4 separate regions of the Mus musculus genome follow, and all the other regions are linked to region 2. The links are chromatin contacts, called in public HiChIP or PLAC-seq and promoter capture Hi-C maps. All regions are on one chromosome and are shown on one strand. The core of a region is the stretch at or near the end of the contact, and the rest is flanking DNA. Distances in the headings are between cores, read along the strand shown.

Evidence for each region. Promoter capture Hi-C pulls out the DNA fragments that hold promoters and counts their contacts. HiChIP or PLAC-seq counts read pairs in DNA pulled down with a chosen protein or histone mark.
Region 1: a contact with region 2 is called in a promoter capture Hi-C map of pre-B cells, with 4 times the contacts expected there. The contact joins the promoter of Nsfl1c here to the promoter of Abhd12 in region 2. A contact is called at or near these places in 8 of 39 promoter capture datasets (the 3T3-L1 cell line, cranial neural crest, frontonasal cranial neural crest and 5 more), 1 of 15 datasets of contacts at CTCF or cohesin (embryonic stem cells), 6 of 115 datasets of contacts at active chromatin or transcription factors (astrocytes, bone marrow-derived macrophages, embryonic stem cells and 3 more) and 1 of 9 other capture datasets (liver).
Region 3: a contact with region 2 is called in a promoter capture Hi-C map of neural stem cells. The contact joins the promoter of 3300002I08Rik here to the promoter of Abhd12 in region 2. A contact is called at or near these places in 2 of 39 promoter capture datasets (cranial neural crest and neural stem cells).
Region 4: a FOXA1 HiChIP or PLAC-seq map of pancreatic cancer cells shows a contact between it and region 2. The contact joins the promoter of Psmf1 here to the promoter of Abhd12 in region 2. A contact is called at or near these places in 2 of 39 promoter capture datasets (embryonic stem cells and pre-B cells), 2 of 115 datasets of contacts at active chromatin or transcription factors (astrocytes and pancreatic cancer cells) and 1 of 9 other capture datasets (liver).

Annotation. Positions count from the first base shown.
Region 1 is chr2:151,491,424-151,496,422 of GRCm38.p6, reverse strand. Nsfl1c (NSFL1 (p97) cofactor (p47)) reads right to left here and starts at 2,241. Exons shown (of 10, transcript NM_198326.3): 1 at 2,011-2,241. The coding sequence starts at 2,115.
Region 2 is chr2:150,900,797-150,905,992 of GRCm38.p6, reverse strand. It overlaps Abhd12 (abhydrolase domain containing 12), which reads left to right and starts at 1,262. Exons shown (of 13, transcript NM_024465.3): 1 at 1,262-1,636. The coding sequence starts at 1,446.
Region 3 is chr2:150,360,192-150,365,182 of GRCm38.p6, reverse strand. It overlaps 3300002I08Rik (RIKEN cDNA 3300002I08 gene), which reads left to right and starts at 2,418. Exons shown (of 4, transcript NM_027017.1): 1 at 2,418-2,595. The coding sequence starts at 2,539.
Region 4 is chr2:151,739,796-151,744,615 of GRCm38.p6, reverse strand. It overlaps Psmf1 (proteasome (prosome, macropain) inhibitor subunit 1), which reads left to right and starts at 3,306. Exons shown (of 7, transcript NM_212446.2): 1 at 3,306-3,605. The coding sequence starts at 3,477.

The DNA.
Region 1 (4,999 bases), core at 992-3,491, 590 kb before region 2:
GAAGATGGGGATATATTACTTCAGGGGGAAATCCACCCACCAAGGGAAACAAAGATACTAAATAAAATTAATATGAAAAACATAAAGGAAGACCACCAACTATTATTTATCCATGTGTCAGGTCGTCTGTACACTATATATTAATTCATTTAATCTACTCAGAATTTCGTAATTAGTATCATTATTGTCTCACTTTATAGCTGGCACAAATGGACTGCAAAATGAAGACAGCTTCTGGAGGTAAGAAGTGGGGTCAGGTTCAACCCCAGGCAGCATGCTCAGGCCCTCAAGCTTATGTTCTAAGAGGAAGAAGAGTATAGGGACAGATGCTACATTTCCTTTCTTTGTGAAGCCCGGTTCCTGTTTGAAATGGGGATGCTGTTCCACCAAACCTATAAAACTGAAGGAGATAATCACTAAAGTTAACGCAGTCACCTTAGCTTTACACATGTGAAAGCCCTTCATATGAGTCCTTTGGTCATTTGTGACTGTCGCCAACTCAATGAGAAGGCATTGATTTATCACACATTCTCCACACAAAGAGAGAAGACAGAACAATGAAGTCCCACGGAGATGGAGGAGGCACCTCCTGTCTAAAAGGTAACCAACTGTCTAGGAGGAAATGAGCTGTCATGGGACAATCAGTCTGAAGGTATTCTTCATGTAGTATAACCAGCTTCTGGGAAGTCATGTGCCATCGTAGGAGTTGTACTAAACTGACATTTAGAGAACCTGCATTCAAGTCCTGGCACTGCTAGTCAAGTTACCACACAGGTAAGAGCCTCAGTTCGGATGATCTACTGGGATAGAAGCTTTTCTCTTATGTATTTCCACTCAGCACAGAGGCTTCACAGCGCCTTTAAGAGCATCTTTCTGTTTGTTATGTTTTTGAAAGAGGGACTATTTACTCCTGGAACTATGTAGATCAGGCTGGTCTCGAACTCAGAGATCTTCTGCCTCCAGAGTGCTGAAAGAGTTAAAGGAATAAAGATCCCTAATGTTTGGGAAGCTAAATATTACAGTCAGTAGACATGGTTACATCAGAAAGCTCACACAGTGAGCACATTCGGTGTCCCTTTGAGGGTCCAATTCCTTATCCATAAGATAGGGTTAGTCTTTACCTGTTTAATTAGTAGTTAGCTCTTCAGCAAGTTATTTATCCTCCAAGTCTCAGCTGCAATGTGAGACATGTAAATGAGACATTCTGTAATGCTGAACAGTGCCTGGCTTGTTGTAGGTACTCAAGAAATATTAGTCATCGTCATCTACCTAAGATGTAGGCTGGCCAAGGACATTTATGCAATCAATTCTTTCTAACATTAATTACTGTGTTTCTGAGCAATAAGAGATGGGTGTTGCTCTAGGGATCAGAAGTGTGCAACATTTTATGCCTGGTGGAGCTTTGCCTTCTAAATTAATTCCTTAGTGACTATTTACTACATGCCAGTGAACAAGACAGTAAGTCCTAAGAAATTCCCATTTTACAGTTAACTACGAAATGTGCAGAGACCCCAAACGTGCGCCACAATCCCACAGGTAGTTTCTCCCTGCAATTAGGCAAGAGTGGGGCGTGGGCTGATGCCTTGCAGGGTTTCCCCCACCAGCACAGCATCCTTGCAGAAGCGGAATCGGAAGGCCACCGCGACCTCGGTGGGGCTCCATCTGGAAGCAGGGCACTCGATTCCACCCGGCCACCCGCAGGCACTCGCCGTGGCAGCCACGCCCCCAGGCGACGACTCCACGCGGACTGCGGCAGCGCCCAAAGTCTCGCCAACACTGCGAGCCCGCAGGAAAACAGAGGCCCTGCAAAGCAGGGCCCGCCCGCCTCCATGAACTTCCAAGCCAGGCCGGTGACGCGTGGCAAGCGACCCCAGGCACCATGAGGCCTGGGCCAGGCAGGGCCCAGCCCCGCAGGGATGACTGTGCGCTTCGGCCGCGTAGGGATCGCAGAGCCGACGCCGCACTCCGTATTCCCCAGCCCGTCCGAAGCGGCCCGCCTCGCGGCGCTACCTGCAGGTCCCAGCCAGCCGACTCCAGGAAGAAACGGGCCCTGTCCTCCTCAGTGCCAGTCACCGCCACGAACTCCCTCAACGCGTCCTGCCGCTCCTCCGCCATCTTCGCCCCGTGCACTTCCCAAACCGCTCCGGCGGACACTGCAACAGCCCGAACCCCAGGTCTGCGTTCCGCCCGCCGTTCTACCGCGTCCAGCCGCTGGGCGCCTGCTCGTAGGCTCCGCCCAATGCGGTGCCACAGGAAAAGCCCTCCGTGTGGGAAACCTAGCCGCCTCGCGCCCTCTGGTGGCCCCTATGTGAGCCTCACCTTAATGGCTGAAGTAGAAGGTCGATGGAAGTGAGTAGGGAGGGGCTGGTTTTCCCACAGGATGAAGTAGTCCCGAAATCAGATCCTGGAAATTACTCATGGTCTCATCCCTTTATTTCGTTAATTATTTATTTGCACATTAATTTCCTTCTTGAAGCATTACGCTGTCTATGGCTTGATGCTCTTCCAAGGGCTGTGGAAATAACAGAGATAAAACAAAGTATCCTGTCTTCTTGTTGCTTATGTCCTTTGACCCTAACAGTTCTAACCGATGCTCACATCCCCATGGTTTCCTATCTTAAACTAGTATAAGTCTCAGCCTGCCACTTTCCACAGCATCTAGCAAATCACCATTGCATTGCCACTGGCAGGCTGGCCCAGGACAAGGAGACTCAGAGCAGAGGTAAGATGGACATGTGTCACCTACAGAGAAAGTTTAGAGCTCTCTCTCCAACAGTGCTGCCCCTCAAGTGAAAGTGGGGACAAGTGAAGCTGGGAGCCTCCTAAGTCCATCTATTTATCCCTCATTTTCAAGGTTAAACTGTTACCATCCTACAATCTGCTAAGTTGGTGACCAGCAATTATTCTACCAGAACTTATTGAGTGTTCAGTGAGGTTCCTGTCAGCTGATTATATGCTTTGTTTTTCTCCTCTTCTTCCTATGCCTGACTCAGAGCCACATTCACTGTGCATGAAGCCACTACTAATGAATGTGTGAATGAATGAATAAGTGAATGGATGAAATAACACATGGATCAGACAATGAGGATCTCACAGGGAGTGGTCTATGCAAGAGCCCCTTTCAGTCTTTTTGTTCCACAGAGTCATACTATGAGAATGAAGAGCAGGAAGTAGCTCTGCCAGGGGCATCTCCAACTTCTAAGCCAGCCTCGGGCATGGCTGCAAACGCGACAGCACTGGATTGGTGTGAATACCGTCCTTTGGTATAACTGCAGATCAGTCCCACTGTAACCAACTGAAAAGGCCCACAGAGGCCATTTGGAACCTAACACATTGCAGAGAAGCAGTAAGGAGAACCCTATCTGCTTTTGATGCTGGTCCGATTCATAGTCAGCCCTCTGCCCAGCCTGACAGCTATCAAGAAGACTATAGGAATAATTGTGGGTGCAGGGCATTAGGGTTCCCTTAGCCTGCTGAAGGTGCTGTGTTCACATTATTATCTATTTCATCATAAAATAAACCTCTGCTAGGTAGAGGTTAGTATTCCCATTTTACAGGTAAAGACAGAAACCAGAGGTTCAGTAGGACCACACCTAATGAAAAGTACAACCTGGGCCTTGCCGTCCCAGCTTCTCAGGTGCCTGAGACTGAAAGAGTGACCTTGCAGAGCATATTTAAAGTCAGTCTGGGAAACAAAACTAAACCTGGTGAGAAAGTGAATCCATGCTAAAAGGCAGAGGATGCAGCCCAGTGCCAGAGGCCTTGCCTGTCATGGGAGAGGCTATAGTTTCAATCCCAGTTTTAAACAAATGTCCTAGCCTGGAAGTTTGGAGAAAGACTGACCAAGCCTCTATCTTCGCTGTCTCTCTACATATACACAGCATCACCCACAGCTCCACCTGTGGTCAAGTTCTGGTTTCAATTTAAAGCTGACTTTCTTGTCATTCAGGTATGAAATGTACCCAGAACCTATAGCTTCCAGTTAGTCCATTCCACATGTTCTCCCAAATATCCAGGGCACTCCACACAATACTCATGGCTTCCAGACTAACACACACACACACACACACACACACACACACACACACACACTCCACCACTACCACCACCACCACCACCACCACCACCAGAACAACAACATTACTCCAGGATAACATACACATATATCACCATCATCACCATCACCATCATCATCATCATCACCACCACCTATGGCGTCCATGGCACTCTACTCCTCGAATAGCCCAGCTTAAGTGCACATTATGCTTTTCAGATTTCCAAACCCACACCATCCCTATTTCAGTACTCTCATTCCAGGTCAGTTTGCACTTACTGGCTATTTGCTACCTTGCTGGAAGGAGGTTCTGGGCATCACAGACAGACCGGGAGGGTTTGTTTTAAAAGTTTGCATATCTCTCTTCTGTGAAAGTACAGGCAAGGGAGTCACTGAGCAGATTCTGTCAGCTGAGGGCAGGTGACTGCAAATGTTTCCACTGAAATAGTGTCAGGTCACCTGTTAAAGGTAGAAGGATATATCCTAAAGAATGATGGGGGGAGTGCTGGTTGGCAGTGGTGTGTATCTCTAATTTCAACATTTGGAAGGCAGAGACAAGTGGATCTCTGAGTCTGAGGCCACTCTGATCTGCAGAGTGAGTTCCAGGATAGTCAGGGATCTACAGAGAAACCTACACACACACACACACACACACACACACACACACACACACACACACACACACACACACACGGCGGGCTCTGTGGCTGCCTGTGAAGAACACCAGCTAGAAGCACTATACAAAAGTCACAGTCAGGCTTACAAAATAGAGGGGACCTAGTATAGAGTCTGAAGGGCAGAATTTCCAGCCCTTCCTCCTATCTCCCTCCTATCTCAGAAGACATAACAAACATTGACATCATTGGAGTGACAAATCCCAGTGTCATTTTATGTAATTCCCTCAGCCACCTTGGGAAGAGGAAGCCACCAGCGGGGGTAATGTCC
Region 2 (5,196 bases), core at 13-2,512:
GCCTCCAATCTGCAACCCTCCTGATGTCAGCTTCTGTAATAACTTCAGGCATGTCCTACCAGGGCTATTTGTTCTTTTGTTTTTCTATAAAGATTTTATGACTGATAGGTCAAAACTATCTTTAAGCATTTAATTTCCTTTTTGAATATTCAAATCTATAGTACTATTTTGTTGATGTTTTAAAGACTGTAGATATTCATACAGTATGAACATAGGTTATAATATAGCAAAAATGGTAAAGAAATTCTTGAATTGCAAGTTGTAACTATCATTACAAAGGCAACAACATAATCCATTACATTTCTAAGTTCCTATTAAATCTTTATCAGTTGCCAATATTTTTCAAACTGATTACATGCATGTTGAAATTACAAAAGTAACTCATTAGTAAAATGCATGCTATATCAAACAAAACAAAAACTATTAAAAGCTACAACGTGTCCTTTCATTTTTTTTCAGGTGGATTGAATTATTAAATTTGGATGTCAGAGTGCAAATTCCTCTTTGAAACGGATTTCCTTGCCTTCTTACCAGTCCTAATCGTTCTTATGAAGATCCAAACTTTAATAGAAGACTTCAAAGCATACGCAGGCAGTTCATTTTCTTACATTCAGCGAAAGAAAAAGTGAATATATGGGAGGCAGAGGCAGGCGGATTTCTCAGTTCGAGGCCAGCCTGGTCTACAAAGTAAGTTCCAGGACAGCCAGGGCTACACAGAGAAACCCTGACTCGAAAAGACAAAAAAAAAAAAAAAAAAGTAAATATAAACTTGTTTAAACAATACATTAGCTACTGGAGTCTCTCTCTCTCTGTAAAGCTTTTTTGTTGAGTATATCAAATCTAGAGAACATCTGGGGCTCTAGCTTTTTAGGGGCGCCAAATGCCCTAAAGAGGGAGTAGAGAGAGCCTATTTTGCCCAGCAAACGGAGCTAGTGCCCTCAAGGACTCCCTAGCACCCTCCCCATTCGGACCACTTAGATCTTAGATAGGGCCTGCCTCAGTTCGTAGGCAGAGGGCACCTGAGTTGCACCTAAAGCAACCCAGCAGGAGAATCCAAACTGGCCCTAATCCGTTTCGTAAACGCACTAAGACCCTTCAGACTAGCCCTGCCCTGAAAATGACCCGCAGTTTCAGCTTATTCCGCCCTTCTCCAAGATGGCTGTGGCTGGCGCTGGGGATGCTGGGCGCGCTGCTTGTGAAGCGGAGCTGCCGGGGGCGTGTCTGGGGCGGGGCTTCCTGGACTCGTGCGCTGATTGGCCGCGGTGGCCGACCGGCCTCCGGCGCTGGTCCATAGCGGGCGCCGCGGCCTGGGGCTGGGATGTGACCCGCAGTGGGCTCCCGGCTCCGGGTGGTGACGGCTGTGAGCGGCGGCGACTGCAGCGAGGTCGGCGCAGGCGGGCGGGCGAAACCAGGGCGCCGAGAGCTGCTGCCGACAGGGCCGCGGGATGAGGAAGCGGACCGAGCCCGTCACCTTGGAGCATGAGCGCTGCGCCGCCTCAGGCTCGTCCTCCTCCGGCTCGGCCGCCGCGGCGCTGGACGCCGACTGCAGCTTGAAGCAGAACCTGCGTCTGGCGGGCAAGGGGACGGCAGAGCCGCACAGCGCATCCGACGCGGGCATGAAGCGGGCGCTGGGCAGGTGAGATGCGGTGCAGACACGCGCGGGCCCCTCACCTGGAGGGCAGGTAGTCCCAGGCTCCCACCTTCAGAGATCTGCTGCGGGAGCATCACACGGTTCCATCCTCCCGGCGTCCTCTTCGACCCTTCTAAAGACTACCTCCCCTCGTCTGGCCCGCAGGGACCGTCCAACCCCATTCTTTCCTCCAAACATCTGCCTCTGGAGCTCTCCTTCAACCCCCATCTCACCCTCCCACCCCCTCCACGAGCTGCTCACTAACCCACCCAGCACCCTGGCTGGCATCCTTATCAGGTTAGCCTGCAGAGATACTTAGTGGTTGAGTCCATAGTAATCAGGGGCCCAGTATTCCTGACTGGCTCTGGAAAGAGTCTCCCGAGGAGTTTGAAAGGCTGCCCTTAAGAAGAGGACCACGCAGGGTGAACGGCAAGACCAAAGACCCTGCAAGTGCTCTTAGCCAGTTCACCTGCTTTGCCTTGACCGTATATGGAGCTCAGTAGCAACTCTCCTGTCTGGTCCTTCCCTTCGCTAGCTAATCGCAGGTCAGAGCTGCATTCACCGACCCCCTTTCAAGGGTTAAGCCGTTTTCAGAATCCAAAGGAAAGGATGGATGGATGCATCCATTCTCAGCTGTTGGAGAGAACTGGTGGTTGTCTATGCAGGTAGTTAGTTACAAAGCACTTGAAATCTGCACAGGAATTGGTCATTGAAAATTACTCTGTAAGGTCCTGGAATCTTCTGGGATTGGTCGGTGAGTTAGACTTGCATCCTTCTTTTAGGATGGAGAAGAGGCAGTTATGTAAAGCTGATCTCAAAATTGAGTAGCCTGTTTTATATAGGAATAGGTTTCTTTCCCTCTATCTGGTTTCTTAATTTGATAGTTTGTAGACTATTATCTCTGTTGGCAGTTTTGAAGCCTTGATAGTGTATGACCAGAAATATTAGTTTGCAATGTTCCTAAGTCAGGAGTTGTAGCAGTCATTTCTTTTTGCATCAATTGATCGTTTGTTGTATATGTTAAACATTTACCCAAGAAAGAAAATCAGAGCTTGAAGCTCTGTGCTTAAAAGATCATGAACTTCAACTACCGAGATCTTTAAGTCAGTGATTCTCCATCTTGCAGAAAGACCAGAACTGGCTGTTTGTAGGTAAAATTTACTACCAGAGCGTGGGTGAGATTGCTGATCTGGGGAAGGCTCCTGCCATCAGGCCTAATGACCTGAGATCTATCCTTCTTGTGACTTAATGGTGAAAGGAGAGAACTGTCTCCCATAAGTTGGCTTTTGACCTCCATGCAGACCACCTCACATACATGCACACAAAATAAATGGATAGCATGTAATTAAAAATGAACTAGCAGGTGATCAATCTTTTGAAAGACTTATGTACTCTTTACTTTGTCTTAAGAAAAGTTTACCTTCTTTAAAATCCCTTGATAATTCGATTGCACTTTTATTCATATGCTTTGCATATAGCTTAGATAACTTAGAAATTCTTTCGTTGAAAAAAAATCAAATTGCTATGTACAGCCATGTTTGGGAGGCCAGCAGGAATACTGCTCTGACACCTTCCTTGCATTAAAAGGACCTGATTGATATTGTAGTACAAAGAGAATCATTCAGATGGTGCCCACATCCTCTGAATGAACAGAGGCTTTGGGGGAATAAAGCATAATGAAGGAAGGCCAGATCGGACCGGACCATTACTCCATAGTTGTTTTCCCCTGTTGCCTTGGCCAGGCTTTCTGGCGCTTCACTCAGGCCAGCCCAGCGCAGCCCTGTTTACCGTCTTACTTACCTGACTTTGTAACGCATGAATACTTGTTGAGTTGTTTTACCTGTCTCCTCCCCAACAAGAATGGAAATGCAATGAGAGTAGGTTGCTCTCTCCACCTCTGCATTCCCAGGGCATGCCAAGAGATAGCAAACAAACAAACAAGCAAACAAATAAAATTTAAAAAGCCCGTTGAGTAAGTGAGTATCTACGGAATAAATTCCTAGAAGTGGAGTTGCTGGCCGGAGGGTGTGTTGATAACTAGCAGGTAAAGCCAAAGTCCGCACTGAAGAATTAGTACTGATCGTGACCTCTGTCAGTGTAGGTTGCCTGCTCCTAAGACATTTGGACCTTGCTTATTTCTTTTAACTCTTCTTTTTGGATACTTGTAGCGACATGCAAGTGGATAAAATCTTCTGATGGCCCTCTATCTGTCACACACTTTTAAGCTGTCACTGTTTAGCATCTAGAATCATTCCTCTTCTCGCCATTTTTTCCCCTCAGGGTGGGAACTAGACTATTTTTGAGCAGATTTTATTTATAAGTACTTTAGAATTACTTGAATGAAAAGAAGTGATTTGAAACAATGTAATAGTGGGGTATCATATATCAGCTATGTATAACATCCAGTCTGCACAGCCATTTCCTAAAATCTCAGAAATGCCTTACTGATTACTTTATCTTAAAATTCTGTTTTTCTTTTTCTTTGTTCCCTATGTACTTCCTTTAGAAAAATTCTATACACTCTTTTTATTTATTTATGATTTTGTGTATGTATGATTTGTGTGTGGAATTACTTGTGTAATGTAAAGGTCAGAGGACAATTTCAGGAAATTTGTTTTCCCTTCTACTTTTATGTAGGTTCTGCTGTTGAACTCAGTTCTCCAACACCCCTTTACTGGATAAGTCATCTTGCTGGCCTCTCTCCTATGCATTTTTATCCTAATTATTTCTTTTGTTGTTGTTGTTGAAAATAGGATTCTTTATCATAGCATGTATTCTTATTGTTTTAGCTCATAACTAGTAACATTATTTCTCATGGTTTTTACAGTCCATTCTCTTTGGTCTTCTAAGTCTTCTGTGATGACAACTGTAAGTAATAAGAATTTTGTCCCTTGTCTTCAAATTTTTATGTCACTTGTTTCCGTCTCTTTCCTGATGCATGGTATATCCTGACAGAAAGCCAAGTACTATCCATGATTCTGGACATCTTTGACTAGTCCATGACTTTACTGACAGCCAAGAACTGTGGGTGATACCGGGTACCTTGACTAGTTCATGACTTTATTACAGTTAAGTGCTATGTCTGATACTGGGCACTTTCATGCTTTTACTGATAGTGTTTTTGATGGTTTGTTTGTTTGTTTGTTTTTGGTTTTTGCCATTAAATGTAATGCTAGTTCTTTTGCTAAGGAGTTTGTTGCTGGTGTTTTTTTTTTTTTTGTTGTTTTGTTTTTTTTTTTTAATGGTAGCTGGATTTTTAAGTGCCATTTGTGTGGGGTGGTTTTTTTTTTGTTTTGTTTTGTTTTTTTTAAATATGGTCTAATCAACTTAAAAACAAAACCAAAAAATCCCACTGTAGCTAATTCAGATGGAAAAAAATTTGAGACCAAAAGCCCCCATTTTGTTTGTTTTAAGTTCTGGGTGGGCCAAAGGGTGATTTTTTTTTGAAGGTAAATATTTGATATAATTAATATAGGAACCCTATGCCCTGGGAAGAGGAATGATAATAATTTGCTTTGTCTGATGAGCAGAGATGGGCAGATGAAGGATTTTGTAGGAGTTTCTTT
Region 3 (4,991 bases), core at 1,169-3,668, 540 kb after region 2:
GGGTAATTTTCTTAATTGTACCTTTTGAAATGGGAGTGCCCTTATATAATATGGATCTTTGAGTTGATAAAATCCACCTTTTATCTAGATCACAGCTTGTTATGGCAGCCTACATATACAAAGGAGATTGAAGACTGAAGATCTTTCTCTTTGTCTGCCTGCCCTACCTCTGGCTAGCAAGTTAATTTTTTAAAAACTGGCATTAGGGCTTAATTTTTTTGCAATTCTGATATAAACTAAAGACCAGCTGAGGCATGCAGCCACATGGACTAAACAATGAGTAGATTCTTAAATTTTCATTGGTAGAAAGGCACTGTTGGGATAGTAGAATGACACAGCTCTTGAGCCATTCAAATAAATTCATTTCCAACATGATAGAGAGATTGAGACTATCAATTATTTTTAAAAATAAAACACTTAATTTTAATTATAATATAGTAACTATGATGATGATAATCTAGTTCATTTTAATGGATATTTTCTTTATTTACATTTCAAATGTTATCCCCTTTCCTGGTTTTCCCTTTGAAAAAAACACCCTCCCCATATACCCTCCCCTCTCCCCCTGCTCACCAACCCACCCACTCCCGCTTCCTGGCCCTGGCATCCCCCTACACTGGGGCATAGAACCATCACAGGACCAAGGGCCTCTCCTCCCATTGATGACCGACTAGACCATCCTCTGCTACATATGCAGCTAAACCCACCAGTCCCTCCATATGTTTTCTTTGGTTGGTGGTTTAATCCCTGGGAACTCTGGGGGTACTAGTCAGTTCATATTGTTGTTCCTCTTTTGGGGCTGCAAACCCCTTCTGCTCCTTAGGTCCTTTCTCTAGCTCCTTCATTGGGGACCCTATGCTCAGTCTAATGGATGGATGTGAGCATCCACTGCTGTATTTGTGAGGCACTGGCAGAGCCTCTGAGGAGAGAGCTATATCAGGCTCCTGTTAGCAAGCACTTGTTGGCATCCACAACAGTGTCTGGGTTTGGTGATTGTATATAGGATGGATCCCCAGGTGGGTCAGTCCCTGGATGGTCATTTCTTCAGTCTGTACTCCACACTTTGAATCTGTAACTCCTTCCATGGGTGTTTTGTTCACCCTTCTAAGAAGGATCAAAGTCTCCACATTTTGGTCTTCCTTCTTCTTGAGTTTCATGTGGTTTGTGAATTGTATTTTGGGCATTCCAAGTTTCTGGGCCAATATCCACTTATCATTGAGTACATATCATGTGTGTTCTTTTGTGATTGGCTTATCTCACTCATGATGATATCTTCTAGATCCATCTCTTTGCCTAAGAATTTCATAAATTAATTGTTTTAATAACTGAGTAGTACTCCATTGTGTAAATGTACCCCATTTTCTGTATCCATTCCTCTCGAGGAATATCTGGATTCCTTCCAGCTTCTGGCTATTATAAATAAGGCTGATATGAACATAGTGGAGCATGTGTCTTTGTTATATGGTGGAGAATCTTGTTGGGTCCTCAGGTAGTACTATGTCCAATTTTCTGAGGAATGACCTAACTGATTTCCAGAGTGGCTGTACCAGCTTGCAATCCCACCAGCAATGGAGGAGTGTTCCTCTTTCTCCACATCCTAGCCAGCATCTGCTGTCACCTGACTTTTTGATCTTAGCCATTCTGACTGGTGTGAGGTAGAATCACAGGGTTGTTTTGATTTGCATTTCCCTGATGACTAAGAATGTTCAACATTTCCTTAGGCGCTTCTTGACCATTCGAGTTCTCTTTATCTAGAGAAATTTTACTAAAATAGATGTCGGTTTTGTTGTTTGTTTATTTTATTTTACCAGACACTGAGGAAGATTTATTGGTTAATTAGAGTGCTTCACAGTGTTTGTCATATGGTTCCTGCTTGGTTCTGATGGTTGACTCATAAGTATTAGGTGTAAAAAGTACTTGTAGTTTTCCTGAACCCTGAAGAAGACACAAAACAAAAACTCTTGTCTCTTAATATACTTCTGTAATTGTTAATACTCTGGGCACCCTTCCACTTGTGGGACAGGTTGATAACTCCACGGTAAGTTGAGAAATGGGCTACACAGTTTATGGACCTAGATTACAGGAGGAAGAAGGGGAAGTGCCTACTTAGTGCTGTGATTGGAGCTCAGGACAGCTTCAAAGTTGCAACAAAGTAGCACAGGGTCACTGCCCACAAAGGGGAAAGCAGGTAGCCGACCGGAAGCTGGAGTTGTGGATCCTCCCCGGACCTAGGTGGGAAAACAGACACAAGATGTACTGAAATGAAAAGCTCTGCAGATCTGCAAAAGGACTGGCTTCTGACTGTGCCCAGGACTAATCCACTGTGTCCCTTCAGTGCACTCTAACCCTAATTGTGGTGCTTATGTTACTCAAGACTCACTAGCCAATCAGCACATGGAGGCGGTCCTGCCAATCAGAGAAGAAGGCGGGCTTTACCGGAAGCTTTCCTGCTAGTTCCTTTATGAAGCAGATAAATCCCGAGGGTTTCTGTATGGCCCTTTCTGTGAAGCAGGGCAATCCTGAGTATTTCTGCTTGGCATGTTCCGTGTGCCGCCGCGGAGTCCCGTGAGGAGAGCTCAGGCAAGTCCCGACATGGTAAGTGCAGGGCCATGTCCAACAAAAGGAAAGAGCAGGGGGCTGAGCAGAGGGAGCTGCTGTCATGGGTCTTCCCCGGGGCTCCGTGATAAACAGCAGCCTGACAAAAGCAGAGGCCTGTGAGGTTCCCTGTGGTCCTGTTCTCTCCCTGGAGCCGGAGGTGGCCTCTGAATAACCTCACTAGGGTGGCTGCATCTGCACAAAGCATTTGGGGAAAGGGCTTCTGTGTAGAAACATCCTTGGCAAGAAGCCAGACGCGGAGAGCTTTAGTTTCTCTGTATCTTCAGGAAGTTCTGGCCTTAGCATTTAGCCCTTTAATATGTAGGTTTGCAAGTGTAAGATCCCTTTGGCTTTGATTTTGTGGAAGCTGTAAAAGGCACCTCGTGTGTTGGGTAGCACTCCAATGTTGAGCTGTGATTTAGAAGCGTAAAATTGATGATGTAAAGGATTTACCAAAACTTATAGTGACACCAAGTAGAATGTAGCTGAGGGAGGACTGCCTCTAAAACACCCCACGGATAATAGGATGCTAGTATATGTGTTTGATTACCAAGATTGTCCAGACATTTGTCTATAAACCATAACAAAGGAGACAAATCTGGTTTACAATCATGAACTAGGGCCATCCTGATATCAAAGAACAGGCCTCTAGCAAGTGGCTCTAAGGGGCAAAATAGGGTCACGACCAACATTAAGGCCTGGTGTGCCATAAAGATCCGGTTTTCTTCTTTCTTTCTTTCTTTCTTTCTTTCTTTCTTTCTTTCTTTCTTTCTTTCTTTCTTTCTTTTATATAAGTACACTGTAGCTGTCCTCAGACACTCCAGAAGAGGGCATCAGATTTCGTTTAGGATGGTTGTGAGCCACCATGTGGTTACTGGGATTTGAACTCGGGACCTTCGGAAGAGCAGTCGGTGCTCTTAACCACTGAGCCATCTAGCCAGCCCCCTGGTTTTCTTCTTAAGCAAAGCATAGTTTTGCCATGTGGACAAGACCACACTTGGTGATAACTGAAAAGGAAAACCACTGCTGTGCTGAGGACTGGCCTGGTCCAGGGAGGCTTTCTATGAGGCCTTCATGAATGGAGAATGGCCCAGCCCCTTCTCAGTCTCCAGAGCCAATGACAGCCTGGGGCTTAGGCTTAGGGGCTTCCCCTAAGGCCCTGAAGTGCTGAGAATAAAATAGAGCTCCTTCTCTAAAGCAAGGATGGTGCTTGGGAGAGCGGGTGGTGGTCTGGGGCCAGGGCCTTCGGGGCCTCCAGGGCCTTCGGGGATGGCTTGCTTCAGACCCTGAGATCCCACCACATGCGGCTATGGTTATCAGTCCCGAGTCCAGTGTGGGCTTGGTCAGGAATGTTTTTGAGAGGTTCAGTGTTCCTTTTGTACAACGTTCTTCTATTAGATCCTTCCTGTGTTTTTCCCATTCATGGTAGTTTGTGCTGACTTGACACAAGTCTCCTATTTTGTTCCATTTTGTCCCTGTAAGAAGTATACAGGATGATATTCTCCAGAAGCCTGTGTGGCATAAGACAGAGCCCGTCCAAGACATCCCCATCCCAGCTTTGATACTTTCTTCCTTCAACTTTTCCAACCTTCGCATCTTCTGGCTCCTCTATCTCAGAACCCTGTCACTGATGAATGATCTGCTGTTTCAGGGCACTGATTTATCTAAGAAATAATTCAGATTATATCTATTCTGTGTAAGTCTCCCATCTGTGGGACTTGCAGTCTCTAGTCCATATTTAAATTGTTTAAAACATTGCCCAGGGCTGGAACCTAAGACACACTTACATGAGACAGCATATGTGGAATGTAAAATCTGTTCTGGGCTGTCTCTTCTCTAAGCATTAGCCAGAGCTGAATATATGCTGCAATTAAAGAGATTTTTCTTAATTAATCTTGTAATTGTTTGTGGAGTGATTGCTCCTGGGGAAGGTATCTTATTCTAGGAGAGCTGCATCTTCTTCCCTGTACTAGAAGTGTTTCTATGACAAGCTATGTTGACTCAGGCACCATTGATCCCAGTCTCATGCTCCCCAGGCAGTGACCTTGCTTTCCTATTGATGAAGAAACTTTCTAAATTTTTGAGATGAAGAATTTTACCACAACAGTGTTTTAAAATTGGTGGTGTACAATTTAACCTGAGATAAGTGAATACTGAATTTCCATTTAAGGGATGTATATAGATATTTCCAGTCCTTGTTGACACAGTTAAGTCAGCTCAGAAATTTGAAACACATGTTATTGGCTGTGTGTCAGGTTAGAGATCTCAGCAGCTAACTTTGCACATAGGGACAAGGTCAAACACTATCATATTAATGCCATTCCTTCTAACAGGGAAGGGCCAGCTCTTTTCAAAATCATTATCCCTATGTGTTCTTTCAATTATATTTTGTCAGG
Region 4 (4,820 bases), core at 2,057-4,556, 840 kb before region 2:
GGTGATGCTTACTCAATACAAATGCCCTTGGGGTCACTGCATTGTGTGATTACAAATGATTAAGATGGCAAATGAATTCTGTTCTGTGTGTCTGGCCACAATAAAAAACAATGTTTGAAAAACTAATAGTGTTATATTAAAATTAATATTTCAAAAGAAAGCTGTTTGCTCTTAGTGGCAATTACGTTGTTCATCCAGTGGCGGGGGGTGGGGGGTGTGGGGAATGGGAAGTCTTAAATTCTAGTTGGCCGTTGGGTGGATGTAAAGAAAAATATCTCTTATAGAGAGCTCTCTGAGCTGAAACCAAAGGAAAAGGATGCTCGTTGGAGTCCTCTGCATTGCTCCCGTTGCCTGACCTGTAGTTCCTATCTTAACAGTTTCCAAGGAAGCACAGAGCTTGGAATGTGCACATTGCTATCACTTGGCAACCAGGAACTGGTGGCTGCAGCCACCTACCAGTTCTTCCTGCTACCTTGTGCCCTTATCTGGCATGGGCCCTTTTCCACCCAGGTAGTCAGGGGCTCCTGGGAGGCCAGGGAAGCCTCTCCCTCCTGCTCCCTGTCTCAGCTTCTCCCAGAACTCCCAGGGCCAACTGGGACCCTTGCTGATGAAGGTAAGTCTACAGAAACAAGGGAAGATGGACCAAGGGAGGCAGAGAGAACTTTTAGTCCAGAGAATCTTCTCACTTCTTCCCATGGGTGGAAGATTCTGGGGACAGGATGAATAGAACACAGCCAGGCCCTTGGAGGACTTACAGACTTCTAGGGCAGAAGACATAGCTTAGCTCTGTTCTTTCAATGTACTAATAATGCCTTTTCCAAATGGGCTATTGAGATGCAGACTTTCCGAGGCACAGATCATCCTTAGCTGAGGTGGGAGGACCACAGCAGATGTAGGATGTCCTGCCTGTCCCAGCAGTCACCAGTAAGCACCAGAGCCACTTCCTCCGAATTCTGTCATTCACTACCTGAGGGCTTTCCATAATTCTAATAAGTAGCTCTTACCAGAGCAAAACATTATCCCAGTTCCCCAGTCCTGAGTTGAAACATCTCTGAGATCTTTCACTCTCTCTCCTCACTGCTTGCCAGCAAGTGTGAGTTCCAACTGCTCTCAGAGGCTTATCAGGTACCTCCTTTAGCCCAATCCTCCTGCTCGGCCCTGGGAGCAGCTCTCAAATGAGCCACTCAAGCTCCCAATGGGATCACCTGTAGCCTAGGATGGCCTTGAACTCATCACCAATATGAGATTGGCCTTAAACTCCTTATTCTCTTCCCCTAGGTCCTAGGATTACAGACACAAGCCACCATACCTTCAGTATTGGCTTTTAGGGGAAGCCCCATTAAGATAGGCAATGGTATATAAAAGAAAAGGGAAATGTGTGAGCTGCAAGCTATAATCAAGGGAATGCAAGCTAGTGTGGAACCAAGGGGCCGGGGTGAGAGCACTGGTGGCTTAGGAGGCAAGAGGCCTCGTTACAAAAAGATAAAACAACAGCAGGAAAAAGAGAGAGTAAAAGAAAACCTTAAAAGCACTAATAAAGCTGGCCAAAAGTCCAGCCTGTGTTTTGCTATCATCATGAACCAGCAAGCCTAACCTACTTCAGTGATAAAATTCTCAGCCCTTCTGGAGCTGATAGCTTTCTCTGTTGCATGCCTGCCCCCTTGGCACACCACCAAACTCCTTGAGCACAGTGTGGAGCAGTGGTTCTCAACCTTCCTAATGCTGCGGTCCTTTCATACAGTACCTCATGTTATAGTGACCCTCGACCATAAAATCACTTCATTGCTACTCCCTAACTGTAATTTTGCTACTGTTATAAATCACAATATAAATATCTAATTTGAGGGAAATCTGCTATGCAACCCCTGGGGGTCATGACATCCAGGCTGAGGACAGGTGTGGAGAGTAGTTAAAGATGAGGAAGAGATGAGAGGGGCAGTGTTGAGTCTCCAGTTACACGGGGGTAGCTACATTTCCCACCTTGGTGCCTTCACGTATGCTATATGCTTTTACAGGAACATTTCTTCTTTATTCTTCCATGAGAGTTCTGTGCAATTGGCCATTTCTTAATCCAAGAAACCCTTCCTGATCCTTGCTTGGAACATAGGCTTCCTGTGGGCCTTGTATAGCTCTCTCAGCACCCCCAAATGACAGATTTCATACTGGATTGCTTTTTGTCTATTAAAAAGAAACACTACAAAGTTCCATCAGGGCAAGACCTGTGGCATGTTAACCTAGGCATGAGAGCTGAGAGAAGTCAAGGTCACTGGAGCCAAGGAGATCAGAGAATGAAAGGACACTTGGAGGTGATATCAGAAAGGCACAGGGCCTGTGGAGTGAGAGGGTGACAGACCTAGAGTGAACTTCGCCTTTGAGGTGTGGCTTGGGCCTAAGGAACATGGTCTTCCCTGTGTTTTAACAGAATCTCTCTGGTTGTAGGGTGAAACCAGTGTAGCATACAAGGCTGATGCCAGGCAACCAAGAAAAAAAAAATGACAATGGTTTGGGTCATGGTACCAACCAACATGGCAAAATTTATTTGTCTACAAAAAAGTATTGGACTTCAAGAAACATGGAGAAACAACAGGTGGTTAAAAAAATCTTGATGGAGATTGGGGCACAAGTGGCTAGCATTTGTCAGTTATCTCTGGGCTCTAGATGTGGTCAAAAGCTGTGTTTACTTGGGTGAAGTCATTTCACTCTTTCTGCTCTTTATATCACTCGCAAAGTGAGGATGGGTAATAAAATATACCCCATGAATTTGTTGAGAGGGGATGTAAAGGTTTTGGCACAGGATTTAGCATGCAATCAACATACATATAAATGCTATCCTAGAGACCAAATTACCAGTTCCCAGGGGCACCTCTATTGCTCACTGGCTGATTGTGACACGATTTCCAAATCTATGTAGTGGCAGAGTACTGTCATCAATACCAACTGTATAATACTGGATCTGGAAATTTTGATAAATGCATTAAAGTTTAGCATGTAGAATAAAGTGCTATCAGGCAAGAAGTACTGCAGGCATGCTAATAAATTACGATGAAAACATCTAAGACAGATTGCCTAAATTTTCCCCCGGCCTAGTACACACTCCACTTCGCAGATGAGAAGTCTACTGTAGTTGGTAGAAGGCAGTCTCTCCCCAGGAACGAACAGCCTGGCACTCAGCAGTCGCCTGCTGCAGGCAAAAAGGCTTTGAGAAGATAAGCCCTAGCCTGCGCGCTTCTTAGTGGAACCTTCTAGTTCGGTGCAGGTGTTTCCAGCCCGGAGCACGCACAAAGTCAACAAGTATTTCCGGTGCGCGTCTCTGCGTTTCCGCGTTTCCACTTTTCCGCGCAGGTGCGGACAGAGCCGAAAGCGAAGGCGGCATCAAAAGGCGTCGCTGCCGCTCGCGGTCCCGCTTCTCTTAGGCGGAGCGGCTTTCTGCATAGTCCCCTCCTTTTCTTCCTTTCCCACAGAAGCCGCAAACATCCATGGCGGGTCTCGAGGTTCTCTTCGCGTCGGCCGCTCCATCCATGAGCTGCCCGCAGGACGCACTCGTCTGCTTCCTGCACTGGGAAGTGGTGACAAACGGCTACTATGCCTTGGGCACGGGCGACCAGGTACGCGGGTGGAGGGGAGTCTGCAGCCCGAGGCCCAAAGGCCTGCCCTGACCGTGCCAAAGCCAGGGCCCGAGCGAGGCTTCTGATGCCGCACTTTAGCGCGCCTGGTGCTGGTGCCGACAACGGGCACAGCGTGCGTGTAAACTCGGGAACGGACGTGTAAAGGCGTCCCCGACACAGCCGGGGTTGTGTGGATCTGACTGAGACAGGCTAGTAGCTTCCTCAAGGTCCTCATCCACCAGTTTACCCAAAGCATCTGCCGTAGAATACTCCGTGCTACACCCTCAACTCCAAGCATCTGGATTCAAGCACTGGTGTGGCAGTGAACTTTGACCTACTCAGCCATATTCTAGGACCCCTTCTTCGAGGGGACAGTGTTTGGATTTCAGACTTGAATGCTGCGTTTGATTCTTGCTGTCCGTTCTCCTGAAGTACTTTCTGGGCTCAGGCTGCCCTTGCCTCCATTCTCTGCTGATGGGTATGCGTTTTCAGGGTAGAAGCCAAAAAAAAATTTTTTTTAATTAATTAGTTAAAAATTGAGAGGCCATTAACTGTTAATTTATCTACTAGAGAGTTTTATTTTCCAGCCTGTGGCCAGCAGATTAGTAATGCTTGCTGGACTCAGCAGGTATTTGTGTTGGTCCTCTAGCTGCCTCCTGCCACCCTCCTTCTGTGGGTGATGAGAGGAACAAAGCACGCACTTGACTGGGTAATACCAACTCAGCAGCTAAAGAGTCATGCTGCCCACTTTCTCTTTGCTTTTTTGCCTCCAGTGCTATAGAGCTGGGCTTGTAATATTTGATCTCAAGAACATGTTTGTTGACTTGAACAAACAGGCATTGATTGGTCTCCTTATTGAGGGCACGGCTACTCCCCATGAGAGCTCTGTAGCCGTGTGAGATAAGGTCAGTGGAGGGCCATGGAGATGGCCATAGATACGAGTTAGAAAAATTGGCATTGTGTTGTGGGAGTCTGAAGATTATAAAGAGAGAATGACCTGTTTATGTGTGCAGTTTTGGTTGGTTGGTTGGTTGGTTGGTTGCATTCTAGCCCAGAGGCACTAGGGTGAGCCCAGTGGCCATTAAGGAATGTTTCTAGCCTCAGGATTTTGTCTATAGAAGACAGCTAGCTTTACCTTTCTTTACCTTACCAGTCTGTCTGGAAGAATCTCCAGCCTGCCCTGCTCTAACCTTTCATAGGTCGCAGCCACTCTCA